Regions from separate parts of the Mus musculus genome. Here all the other regions are linked to region 3. The links are chromatin contacts, called in public Hi-C, HiChIP or PLAC-seq and promoter capture Hi-C maps. All regions are on one chromosome and are shown on one strand. The core of a region is the stretch at or near the end of the contact, and the rest is flanking DNA. Distances in the headings are between cores, read along the strand shown. Region 1 holds the start of Cd1d1 (CD1d1 antigen). Region 2 has its middle 36 kb from the start of Fcrls. Region 3 overlaps Gm40085 (predicted gene, 40085). Region 4 overlaps Kirrel (kirre like nephrin family adhesion molecule 1).

What was found. Promoter capture Hi-C pulls out the DNA fragments that hold promoters and counts their contacts. A called contact is a pair of places that touch in the nucleus more often than the background predicts. HiChIP or PLAC-seq counts read pairs in DNA pulled down with a chosen protein or histone mark.
Region 1: a contact with region 3 is called in a promoter capture Hi-C map of 3T3-L1-derived adipocytes, with 4 times the contacts expected there. The contact joins the promoter of Cd1d1 here to the enhancer-like site in region 3. A contact is called at or near these places in 10 of 39 promoter capture datasets (the 3T3-L1 cell line, 3T3-L1-derived adipocytes, the HPC-7 cell line and 5 more), 1 of 484 Hi-C or Micro-C datasets (embryonic stem cells), 5 of 115 datasets of contacts at active chromatin or transcription factors (bone marrow-derived dendritic cells, embryonic basal ganglia, embryonic stem cells and 2 more) and 1 of 9 other capture datasets (embryonic stem cells).
Region 2: a Hi-C map of bone marrow-derived macrophages shows a contact between it and region 3, with 22 read pairs. The contact joins two enhancer-like sites. A contact is called at or near these places in 2 of 15 datasets of contacts at CTCF or cohesin (the NIH/3T3 cell line and large pre-B cells), 13 of 484 Hi-C or Micro-C datasets (the 63-12 cell line, the C2C12 cell line, the G1E-ER4 cell line and 10 more) and 7 of 115 datasets of contacts at active chromatin or transcription factors (bone marrow-derived macrophages, embryonic basal ganglia, embryonic stem cells and 2 more).
Region 4: an HNF4G HiChIP or PLAC-seq map of pancreatic cancer cells shows a contact between it and region 3. The contact joins two enhancer-like sites. A contact is called at or near these places in 1 of 39 promoter capture datasets (embryonic stem cells), 1 of 15 datasets of contacts at CTCF or cohesin (large pre-B cells) and 8 of 115 datasets of contacts at active chromatin or transcription factors (bone marrow-derived macrophages, embryonic forebrain, embryonic midbrain and 4 more).

The regions. Positions count from the first base shown.
Region 1 is chr3:86,998,005-87,000,704 of GRCm38.p6, forward strand. It overlaps Cd1d1 (CD1d1 antigen), which reads right to left and starts at 1,325. Exons shown (of 6, transcript NM_007639.4): 1 at 1,188-1,325; 2 at 629-901; 3 at 68-346. The coding sequence starts at 1,248.
Region 2 is chr3:87,225,631-87,228,502 of GRCm38.p6, forward strand. No RefSeq gene overlaps it. Among named protein-coding and RNA genes, the nearest start is that of Fcrls, 36 kb to the right of the region's middle. Within about 2 kb of position 1,406, at least 1 of the 459 cell types and tissues checked has an H3K27ac peak or open chromatin away from gene starts, as enhancers often do. A contact at or near this core is called in bone marrow-derived macrophages, where this site is marked.
Region 3 is chr3:87,507,679-87,510,506 of GRCm38.p6, forward strand. All of the region lies in intron 1 of Gm40085 (predicted gene, 40085), which reads right to left. Among named protein-coding and RNA genes, the nearest start is that of Gm40085, 3.6 kb to the right of the region's middle. Within about 2 kb of position 1,548, at least 84 of the 459 cell types and tissues checked have an H3K27ac peak or open chromatin away from gene starts, as enhancers often do. A contact at or near this core is called in 3T3-L1-derived adipocytes, bone marrow-derived dendritic cells, bone marrow-derived macrophages and 2 more, where this site is marked.
Region 4 is chr3:87,115,061-87,117,826 of GRCm38.p6, forward strand. The region is part of intron 2 of Kirrel (kirre like nephrin family adhesion molecule 1); the gene reads right to left. Among named protein-coding and RNA genes, the nearest start is that of Gm24472, 50 kb to the left of the region's middle. Within about 2 kb of position 1,326, at least 76 of the 459 cell types and tissues checked have an H3K27ac peak or open chromatin away from gene starts, as enhancers often do. A contact at or near this core is called in pancreatic cancer cells, where this site is marked.

The sequences.
Region 1 (2,700 bases), core at 75-2,574, 510 kb before region 3:
AGCTGACAGTGATGTAAAAACCTAGATGGATCCAAGTGGAGAGCCAGGGTGAAAATAGCCAGCTGACCTTGCTTCTCTAGGTCTGACTTCCCTGCCTCTAGGAGACCACGGACAAATAGGGGGCAGGTGTCATTCAGGAGCATCTGCACGGTTGCACTTGTCCCTTGATCAGCGTTGAGCACTTTGATGGGCAAGTCTAACCAAGATGGGGCCCCTGGGACTGTCTGCCAGGACGTTCCCCAGAATCTCACGACATATTTTCCTTGAAATGCTACGTGTAAAAAGCTTTCCGAAGCATTCCCAGGGTACATTTCACAGCCCGCAGACAGCTGGATCTCAATGGGATCTGTAAGGAGGAGTAGGCAGAGACCAAAGAGTTCATGATTAAGGGATTTGGAAGAAAGGAATTGGTATGAAGATTATCGTTAAGTGCCAGTTGAGGAAAATGATCATGGTGCCCTAGAGCAGAAATGGGCTATTTTTAGAAGGGACAAGGGTTACTTTTAGACAGAAGTAAAACCATAAGGGTGGACAGAGAAGAGAAGCTATGCCCGATGCCCACAGTTATCCAGCTGGGGTCTGGATCACTCCTGCCCACTGGGTTCAGGGTTCCAACCCCTCCACTCACAGTCTTCTTTAGGTGACATCATTTTGACTAATTCCTGTATGTCCCTGGTAAAGCTGACTCGATAGACTTGAAACATATGCTGCAACTTCTCCCACTGCTGGTTACTCAACTTGCCCTGGGACCATGGCTTCGTGAAGCTGATGGTGGCTGAGTCATTACTCCAACGGTGAGTCTGCAGATCCCCCAGCCAGACCACGCTGTCTGTGCGGGACCAGCTTCTGTTTGCAAAGGAAGACATCTGCAGGCAGCGGAAGGTGTAATTCTTTTGCTGGGCTGGAAACAAAGGAAAAGGAAAGAACTTAGCGAGTGGGCTCAGTCTGAGGACAGACTGCAGTAGGAAAAAGCTCAGCTTTAGCTGCGCTTGCGGAAGGAAAGGCAGGCTCAGTGTAGTTCTGAACTGAGCTAAGCCCTGAGCCGCAGCCATACATTGCTCCTCCCACTGTTGTTGCAAGCCGGGAAGCCCACCTCCACCCGCCCACTACTGCACAGAGCTTGTAGCCAGCCTCTTTCTCCCTCCCTTCCTCCCTTCTCTAGATTGTGTGCGCTTTTACTCACTCACCTTCAGATTGTCCCCAGACCTGTAGGAATGCCCACAGCAACAGCCATGGTAGGTACCGCATAGCGCCAGAGTTCTACACAGCCCTCGGCTCCGACTTCTGCGCTTTACTCTGCTCCCGGACTGGTACACAAAGGCTCTGGGGTTTTTGGTGCAGAGCCAGCAAAACCCGGAAGGACGCGCAGGCACGATTGGTAAATTACTCTTTGACAAAGCCAAACCCCCTGGTAGTTGAGGGTTGGAGTGCAGCTTTACTCAGAACCGCTACGCAAACCACTTTTAAACAAAACAAAACAAAACAAAACAACAACAACAAAAATGTCTTTCCGTTATACTAAAGAATGAGGTTGAGACTATCGTCTCAATATCGAAAGCAAGACAAAATTGTATTTCGGTTACAACTCCGATGGTATTAAAAATGCAAGGGGAAAAATAGAAGGGACGTTTTGGTCTAGCTAGCAGGGGCTGTCTGCAGGTGCTCCATTTACAAGTTTGGATCCTCCCAGATATCTATAAATATCACATTAAAATAATGATAATGATAATAATAGATGTGATTCTTCTAGTGGTTCATTGAGAGGATAGGACTAGGCGGGTTAAGTTCCTTCATAGCTTTCGTATGCCCACAGTTTCCCATGTCAGATTCTTTTTCCCCTTACCCTGGTTTCTTTTCTCCCTTGCCTTACCTGCCCTCTGGCTGTCCCCGACTCCATTTTGGGAGAGTACAGGCATATTTTATTTTTAGTTTTTATTTTGTTCTGTATATTGTACTGTCATGATTTGCGAAAATCGAAGACTTGTGTCAGTCTGATGTGAGGAAAAGCCAAAAGTGACGAGATGTGCCCCCTCGAAGCGCTTCAGCACAGCGAAAACACGGGCCATACACCTGCAGACAGATGTCTTTCCCACTCACTCGCAAATACCGAACCTCTTGTTTTTGAGAACAGAGGTAAGATTACAGGGCGCGCCTGTGAGTTTGTAGGGCCATTCCCAACTTCTCACGCTTAAAACAAGTAGTGACAAAAACAGTTGCTCAAAATTTCAGTTACTGTGAGAAAGGAGAAGTCATCCTTGGTAAATCGTACTCCTGCAGCAAGCATCCTGATACCATCTTCCTCGTTCCTTTTTAGTCACCCCGTTGTATGCTTTGCTCTGTCTTTTTGCCTTGTCTCCTAAGTAGGCCTCTTCTCTATGTCTCTACCCTTAACATAACCGCAACCTTCTGCTTCAACTATATGAAATACCTTCCACGAGGTAGGAAAAAACCCCATCATTGATCGGTATAGCCTCTAGGATCATTCTGCCCATGCTCTGGCTTGCCTTGGAGCATCGTTTGGGACCCTACTCTAAGTCTCACATGCTTTCGTCCCTTAGATACAGCTTCTTCCTCAGATCTCTGCACAAATAGACCCCTTGGGGACCTCTGACCTCCAAGCGCCTGCCTAGTGTCCACTCAGACTTCAAACTCCAATGTAATTTTCTCAGAGAGCCTCCTCAAGCTTCCCAGACAGTGTGA
Region 2 (2,872 bases), core at 156-2,655, 280 kb before region 3:
CCTGGGCTGGTGGTCCTGGGAGCTATAAGAAAGCACACTGAGCAAGCCAAGGGAAAGCAAGCCGGTAAGCAGCATTCCTCTGTGTCTTCTACTTCCATTCCTCCATCCTGCCGTGCGTTCCTCTCTAACTTCCATTGATGAATGACTGTGATGAGGAAACATAAGCTTGCACACAGCAAGACAAAGCTAAGATAAGCACTGTCCGTGTGGTACCGATTTTGAAGTCATGAGAGATGTAATATTGAGGAAATCATGCAGGGCATCTAAGACCAGGCACTGTGTGGCAGGGTTAGGTCCTTATATAGAGAGCCGGAGAGGTCTAGTGACTGAAGCTGAGATGAGTCAGTTGCAGTCATAACTGCAGCATATTGGAGATGCCCGGGCCATCAGACATTGACTCTGCAGAGATGAGGATCTGGAATGGAGCTGGCCTAAGCCTAAGAGAGAAGAATCTCTGTGTACTTCAGACAAGGCTGAAAGAATAGCACTGCCTGAAGCCTTTGGAGCCCAGAAGATGATACTCTGCAGCCCAGGTCCAGACACAGAACTTCAGGATTTAGCATTTGCTATGAGGGATTTTGTTTCTGTTTTGGTATTATTGTATTATGCCCCTAACTCTTTTGGAAAATGTATATTTACTTTGCACCATTGTAAGTTAGAAGTATATAACTTATTTTAGATTTTTATAGGCACTTAACAATTAAGAGACTTTGGACTTTTAAAATATCTGGATTTTAAAACACTATGGGGGATTATAAGTAAACTAAATTTTACATTATGAGAAAAACTTCATACACTTGGGGCCAAGGGTTACGGCTCAGACTAATGAGTTTAGTTGAAAAGGAATAGTAATTGTTTCTCCCCCGCCCTGCTTTGTTTTGTTTTGTTTTATTGAGACAGAGTCTCTCTGTGTAGCACTGGCTGTCCTGGAATTTGCTCTGTAGGCCAGGTTGGCCTCGAACTCAGAGATCTGCTTGCCTCTGCCTCCTGAGTCCTGAGATTAAAGGTGCACACCACCCTACCACTGCTAGGCTGTTAATTTAATTATTTATACAATCTAGAGTCATCTAGGAAGAAAGTCTTTATGAAGGATTGTCTGGATTAGGATGGCCTGTGGACATGTCTATAGCAAGTTGTCTTGATTACATTAGTTAATGTTAGAAGACCCAGACTAAAGGTGGGCAGCTCCATTCCCTAGGCTTGAGTTCTCAACCATATGAGCGGATCAAGCAAGCAGAGCAGTAAGCATGCATGCATTTATTTCTCTCTGTTCTTGGCTATAGATTTAATATGACTAGCTATTTTAAGTTCCTGTCACTTTGATTCCTCTGTTATGATGAACTGTAACTTGTAACTGTGGGCAGAAATAAGCCCTTCCTTCCCTAAATTTCTTCTTTTCAGGATATACAATCACAGTTGCAGAAATGAAACTAAGACAGGAGATTTAGGTGGAGCCGTGTCCCTTGGCTGAGTATGCTAACTCCGGGGAGGAAATTCTTTTCCAGGAGGGGACTGCCTTAGGTTGCAGAGTTCAGGCTGTCTTCCTTAAATTAATCTGCATTTCCACGATTTGGTTGGTGCCTTCGGTGGGCGGGGCGTTGTCCTTGGATGCTTTCTCTCCTGTTCACTACAGTGCAGATGTGCATTAACAATTACCACCTTCTGTTTTAGCATGCACCTTGGCTACACCTTCAGAGTTGCTCAAGCTTTTTTCCTTAAAAATCAAACTTAAAAAAAGCTCCCTGCCCTACCCATTGTTCTTTGTCAACATAGACCTGGATGAGAAATAGTAACCATGTCAAAGATGGAATGTTACTCTGAATTTCTTTCACTAGGCACAAGAGTCCATTATCTTTTAAAAAGATATTTATTTTTAGATTTATGTGTATGAGTAAATTTCCCGAATGAACATGTGATCACCCTGTACTCATGTGAATATTGTACTTATATCTCTTCCTCCCTTCATCTCCTCCCTCCGAGTCTTCTCAAGTCTCCCTCCATTCGATTTAAAATCTATGGCCTCTTTTGCTTTCACCATGACACACGCACACACACACACATGCACGCACATACACACACAAATACAACCTACTGAGATCATTTAGTGTGCTTGCGTGTATGTGACTTTCGGGCTGGCCACTTGAATTGTGTAGATATTGTCTTCAGTAATAGGGCCATACCTTCCATTTGTGGAGAGCACTTTTGGTTATGATGCATAGAGTAGCAGTGCACATGTTTGAGTAAGTGTCTCTGTAGTGGTATGGAGCATCATTTGTGTCTATGTCCAAGAGTGGTGTATATGGATCTTGAGGTAGATCTATTCCCAGCTTCCTGAAGAACCACCTTCCTGAGTCCCATAGTGGGTATACAAATTGGCACTCCCACCAGCAGTGGATGAGTGTCCCCCTTACTCACATCCTCACCAGAATGGGCTGCCATCTGTTTACTTAATGCCGGTCATTCTGTCTGGTATAAGATAAAATCTCAAAGTGCTTAACTTGCAATTGCCTGATGATTAAGGATGTTGAACATTTCTTTAAGTAGTTCTCAGCCATTTGTGTTTCCTCTCCTGGGAACTCTGTTTACATCTGTACCCCAGTTTTAATTGGGTTGCTTGTTTTCTTGAGGTCTAGGTTGTTGAATTCTTTATATGTGTTAGATATTAACCTGCTATTTGATGCTTAATTGGTTAAATACTTTTCTATTCTGTATCTTACCACTTTGTCCAAATATAGTATTCTTTTCTATAAGAAGCTTTTCAGAATCACTTGGTCGCATTTGTTAATTGTTGTTAGTGCCCTTGCTATCAGGGTCATTTTCTATGTCAATGAGTTCAAGACTCTTCCCCACTTTCTCTTCTGTCAGATGCAGT
Region 3 (2,828 bases), core at 298-2,797:
CAAGTTTCTCCCCCCCACAAAAGACCTGAGGTTTTTGTTTGTCCCAGTATGAGACACCTGGGGAAACTCCCATTTCTTTAGAGTCGCTCGTTCCAGTCATCTGATAGGATAGTCAGACGAGAGACACAAGTATCATTTTAGAATATCTTCATTTCTGCCAGGCCTAGTACAGTGAGAGAGAGTCCTGTGGTACTGAGTGAAGAGAGTAAGGGAGAAAAAAAAGAAAGAAACGATTGTCCATGTGTGACCCAAACTCAGACCAAGCTTAGCTGTCACGGTTACATTCTGAGGGGTCAAACTCGAGAAAAAGCGGTTATTGTGATAAGGTTTAGGGCATGCATAACCTGTGGCTGCGCCTGTCTTGACCGTGGTCCGTGAGGCCACGCTGTACCTTTAGTTTCGTACACTGTGTTCTTGTTCACAATCCAGAAGAATAAATTGGGTGTTTCTGAGATTTTAATCTCCCTCCTTAGGGTTATTTCTAGGTAAATCCCCAGGTGTCCACTGAGGTGTGAATGCTTTTAGAATCCTCTTACTCGATAGTGACAACTGTATATCTCACTACTGAATCACTTCGATGACTGCCAGTAAACCGGGACATTCTCTGGCCACATCTTCTGATTGTAAGTTACCTACACATATCACTGGGTGGCTCCACCTTCCTCCACCTGCTGGCTGTACAGAGTCCAGTCCAATCACAGGGCTAGTGACTGAGCATGCAGAATACTCCACTAGGGGGCGGTAGAGGCTCGGGGATTCCCTTCTATAACACCCTTCCGCTTCTTTTTTCTAAAGATCCAGACTCCAGTCCACCCAGGGTTTCCCTCACAGTCATTATTCCTCTTTGCATCATTTTTACCTCTGCTCTAGAACAGGCGCTGGAAGAGCCTACCCTCTAAGAAGAGGTTTAGAGAGTAAGTGGCCTAGAGGGTGGCATGGCTGGCTGATGGGACGGGGAATGTGCTCTGTCACCAGTGTTTTCTGCTTCGTCCTCCCCAAGGGCTATCGCTGGCTCTTGTTCGTCCCCTGCTGCGTTTGCTGCCGGAGGTCCCCAGAGGCTCATTTAGAGCCAGAGAGCTAAGTGAGGCATGGGTAAGAACAGAGACTGAGAGATTAAGTAAGAGTCCTGGAAGAAGAGGCTCTTGATCAACCGCCCAATTAATAGGGTCATTCCTTCCAACGCAGCCTCGCTAAGGAGAAACAGCGCCAAAAAAGACCAGTTTCCAGACACCCTCCTTCTTGCCCATGATAGGTCAGAATTGGGCCACACGTGGACTGTGCGCACAAACCTAGTTTCTCTAGGACAACTGGATTTCCGTAAGCACGGAGGATGAAATGCTCGTGTCTCCTTACCAGCCCCAGGATTTCGGATGACACGAGTGTTCAACTCAGGAAAGTCAACCATCCTATCTCACGGCATGGACAGGGACCAGGGCCAACCAAAGCAAGGCCTGGGAGACAAAAGGTGGAGCAGTCTCTCTCTCCTGTCGCCCTCTAGCTCCACTTCCTTCCCCTGAACTTGGCCTTGCCCTCCAGCCTCAGGGACCCAAGTCCCCAAGTCCAGATAAGTAGAGGTCAGAGTGTGTCCCCAGCTGACCAGGGAAACAGGCCTCTCCCCTGAACTTTGGTCTTGCTTAGTACCTGGGCAGCAGCCAAGAGTCAGGCTTTCCCTCTCCCAACTCAGACTTCCTGCTACTGCGGGCTGGGGAAATCCCAGACGCTAAACTGTGCCTCCCCACCCAGAGGCCAGGTCCTGAAGGCAGGGAGGGTTGGCAGGGAAGGGCCCTGGGAGATGTGGGTTCTAGGGATTACAGGAACCAAGGGAAAGGAAACCCAAGATGAAGATAGTTGGCCTCCTTCACTCCTTGTTCTTATGAGGATTTGACCAGTGCCAGCCACCTCAGGGGAGACCACTGAGAGCTGCTGAGGGCCAGTAGAGGGAGAGGGAGACGGCTGGGAAACACAGGGAGAGAATGATGTCTATTGAGGAAAAAAAGATCCAGACTGGCTGAGATGAGGGACCCTCGTTCCCCACACTGGGAGCTGGTCCCTCCTGGAGTAGGGGGAGGGGAGTGTCATTTACATGGAAGCCCCTCACCCACCCACCCCTCCCCCACTCCAGAGTAGCTGGGCTGTGGAATGGCCCTGTGCATGTGACAGGCTATTCTTTATCCTTTTCTGTATAGATTTGGGTCTGGACCTTCACAGCAGCTGTGATAGGCTTTCTCCCATGCTCCTGAGATGCATCAGTGGACTGTAGCCCAGCTAAGACCAGCAGTCTTCTGCTCCATTCCCCACTGCTTGGCAGTTACTGCCCTTCCTGGCCAAAGTGAATCCAGGACAGACACCTGGACCTTGGGTCATAAGTCAGTTCATGGGTAAGAGACTGAGAAACTTCCTTTCACAGTATAGAAGCCTAGCTCCATCTCCCTACACTGAACCCATCTGAAACCTACCTTCATCCTCCCTTCCCTTCCTCCTGGAAAAAGCCAGTCTGGAAGCCTCCATACCACCTGTGGTACCCAGTCCAGGCGGATGGCAAGCCCCTTTGGCCCCCAGAGCCTCACCACTAGTCTCCACACCTTCCAGGGGTCAGCTGGTGTCAGGTGCCAGTTCTGGAGAGATGAGTAAGACACCAGCCTCGCCCTTGGAGGGGGTTACCACAGCACAGCGAAAGTACTTTGCCAGGAGCACAAAGGGCTTCATCGGTGAGAACCGTAGCTCTAATTTGGGGCTAAGCAATGCAGTCTGCCCTGTTTCTGTCTGTCCTCTCTGAAGGGAATGCGGGGCTGGCTCTCTGGCTGCCGGCTGAGTGGTCTCACACAAGT
Region 4 (2,766 bases), core at 76-2,575, 390 kb before region 3:
AGAGGGAGGGAAGGACAGCGAGAAAGTTCAGAACAATAAGGAAGGATTCTTGATAATTCCTCAGCTATGGTGTCATCTATAAAAGGACTGGAACACAAGCGACCCAGAGGGAAAACCTGGTAAGAAACTGTCCTTCTGGGAAGTGAAAGGACTGATAGGGTTGAGGGCAGGGGAGAAGTATCCATCCCTCAGGCACTACAAAACCTGAAAGCAGCAAGCAGCACAAAGTGCAAACAAGCCCCGAGCCCTTAGGCCTGACTCTACTACAAGGCACCACTGTCCAGACACAGGTGCCACAAGTGTGGCTAAAGTTCAGCACTCCATGAAGAACGTTAGGCGGACAGCTGAAATATCTATCCCTCCCAAAAACACCTCCCTGACCTGCCCTGTGAACCAAAGACGTCTCTTTACCCGATAACTCACTGGGGAATTGTCTGAAGAAACACAGTCACCATGAAAGGTTAGAGTACACCCCCTGGTGACTAGCAGCATCGATCGAGTGCGTTGAGGTTCTGAGACTCTGAACTGTTATTGCCAAAGGCAGGAGGTCTCCTGGAACCCCAGACTGCCTACAGATTAATATGATTGCCCATACAAATGCAGAATAATCATGGGCCTTGCAGTGGCCTGGAACTGGGTGGGGTGGGGTAGTGGTGGAGTGGGGAGCTGTTTCAAAGAGGGCAGTATGGGAGGCAGACACTGTCACAGTTAGAGCAGCTAACTTTTGGGAAGGAGCAAGGGGGGAAACTGGAATGGCTACGGAAACATCTCCTTTCCTTCTTCATTCTCCAGCTCACCCTGGGATTCCCCTGGTCTTTGGATAGATGGTGGGAAAAGACTTAGTGGTTTGTAAGCAGAGAAGAATTCTAGATCTGGCAAAAGGCCTGAAGGAGTAAAGAGACAAGGGTACTTCCTCTGTCCCTTTCCTGCTGTGGCCCTGGGCACTCAGGAGAGCTGGCCCTGCCCCCTGCCTGGGCAGTGTGGAAGAGCTGACCCTGGTGGCATGGGTGTAGAAGCTGGCCTTGCTGGACAGCTAGCTCTGCCCCTCAGCGAGGCAGGAGACTTAGCCCTGGTGGCTTGGGTGTGGGAGAGCTGGCAGGCTGATCAACTCAGCTACCACCCAGGCCCAGAATCAGGGCTTTGAGTTGGCCCACCCCAGCATCTACCCCACTTATGAACTGCGGAAGCACAACAAAGGGGCCAGTCCTGTAGCACCACAGCTTCAGGATCTCCATGACACAAAACAACAACAGGATATCTGAGAGGAGTCCCAGTGAGGTTCCAGTATTGATAGGGTAACAGAAGCCAAAGACCTCGAACCAGACCGTGACTCACTGCACAGAACATTTGCAAGTAAATATCTGGGCAAAAGGGTGTAATGTGTGACGCACTACAGCTTCCATGGTGAAATTTTTCTTTTTTTTTTTTTTTTTAAGGGCTCCCCTTAAAAGGGTGCAAGGGTGGAGGGCAGATATGGAGGGGCTGGGAGATGAGCAGGATTGGGGTGCGTGATGCGAAACTCACAAAGACTTAATAAGAAAGTTTAAAAAGAGAGATAAGTCTATTTATTTCATATGTATGTGAAAGGCTCAGGAAGTGTGGTGGCTAAGAAAGGTTCTAGTTCTCAGATCAAAGGCTACAGGCTTAGGGGCCCTGCGCAAACCACCACAAACAGGCTAAGTATGTCTTCTGTGTCCATCGATATTAGCTGGGCCCACAGGGAATCCACAACCCACAGGAGTTTGGGGTTCCCTGACCCCAAACAACAGGGAGTGCCAGCTGCCTTCTCTTAGCCCACAGTGACAGAGGCAAGAGCCACATACGCCTAGTCCATCAGCTTCGAGAGCTCGAAAGCGCAGCGGGCTTTCTGTTATCTAGACTCCGGCCACCTACAGGCACTTCCGTGGGTTTGGTGGGCAGTGGAGGAATGCTTAGCATGGTCCAGAAGATGAGGTAAGGAGAAAACAGGTTTGAACAAAGAGGATGGGGTCGGGAAAGAGAGGCCATATTTCATATTTCATATCCTAGCAGAAGGTCAAGACTTAATGGTTTCCTTGGTGTTTCAGAAGGAGAAACTGAGGCACCAAAGCTAGGCCTCCTGTGTTTGAGGCGAGTCCCTGGTCCAGCTGGGCAGCACCACTGCTCAGCCAGCTGCTCTGGAAGATGTAAAGTGCTATCTAAACATGGTGCATTATAAACACTTTAGAAATCGTATTTCACAGCCGCCCGCCTGCAGCTAGAAGATGAATTCTTCCTCCTGCTCTCTGGCAGGAGAATTATCCTTGGAGTCAAACATGGCAGCAATGATATGTGAGTGGGGCCAAGACAGAGGCAGGCCAGGACGGAGGAAGCATCCACAAAGATAGTTCCTGGGTGCCTGAGCAAGACAGCCAGTTTGATCTATCTTGCTTTGCCATCTGGCGATCAACTCTCGGAATCCAGAGAGGGCCTGAAATCCAGGCTCCCCCCACTCTGCTGAACACTTCCCTGAAGGCAGAACCGGTGCCCTGGAAGGAAGAGTCAGGGAAGGTAAAGGACAGTACAGCCCGGTGAGGGAAACAAGTACCTGGAGACACCAGGGCCCAAGATCTGCCATGACTACTGCAACGGCTTATTAGAGAAAGAGGTATGGAAGAAGCAGGGTTGAGCCTGGGGGAAGGACTACCCTGGAAGGGTATGGGTGGCCGCGAGACAAGCCCCGAAATGTGCAGGGGAAGGTGATGATAGATAGAGAGGCCGGGAACATCTGCCTGGAAGGAAAGCAGT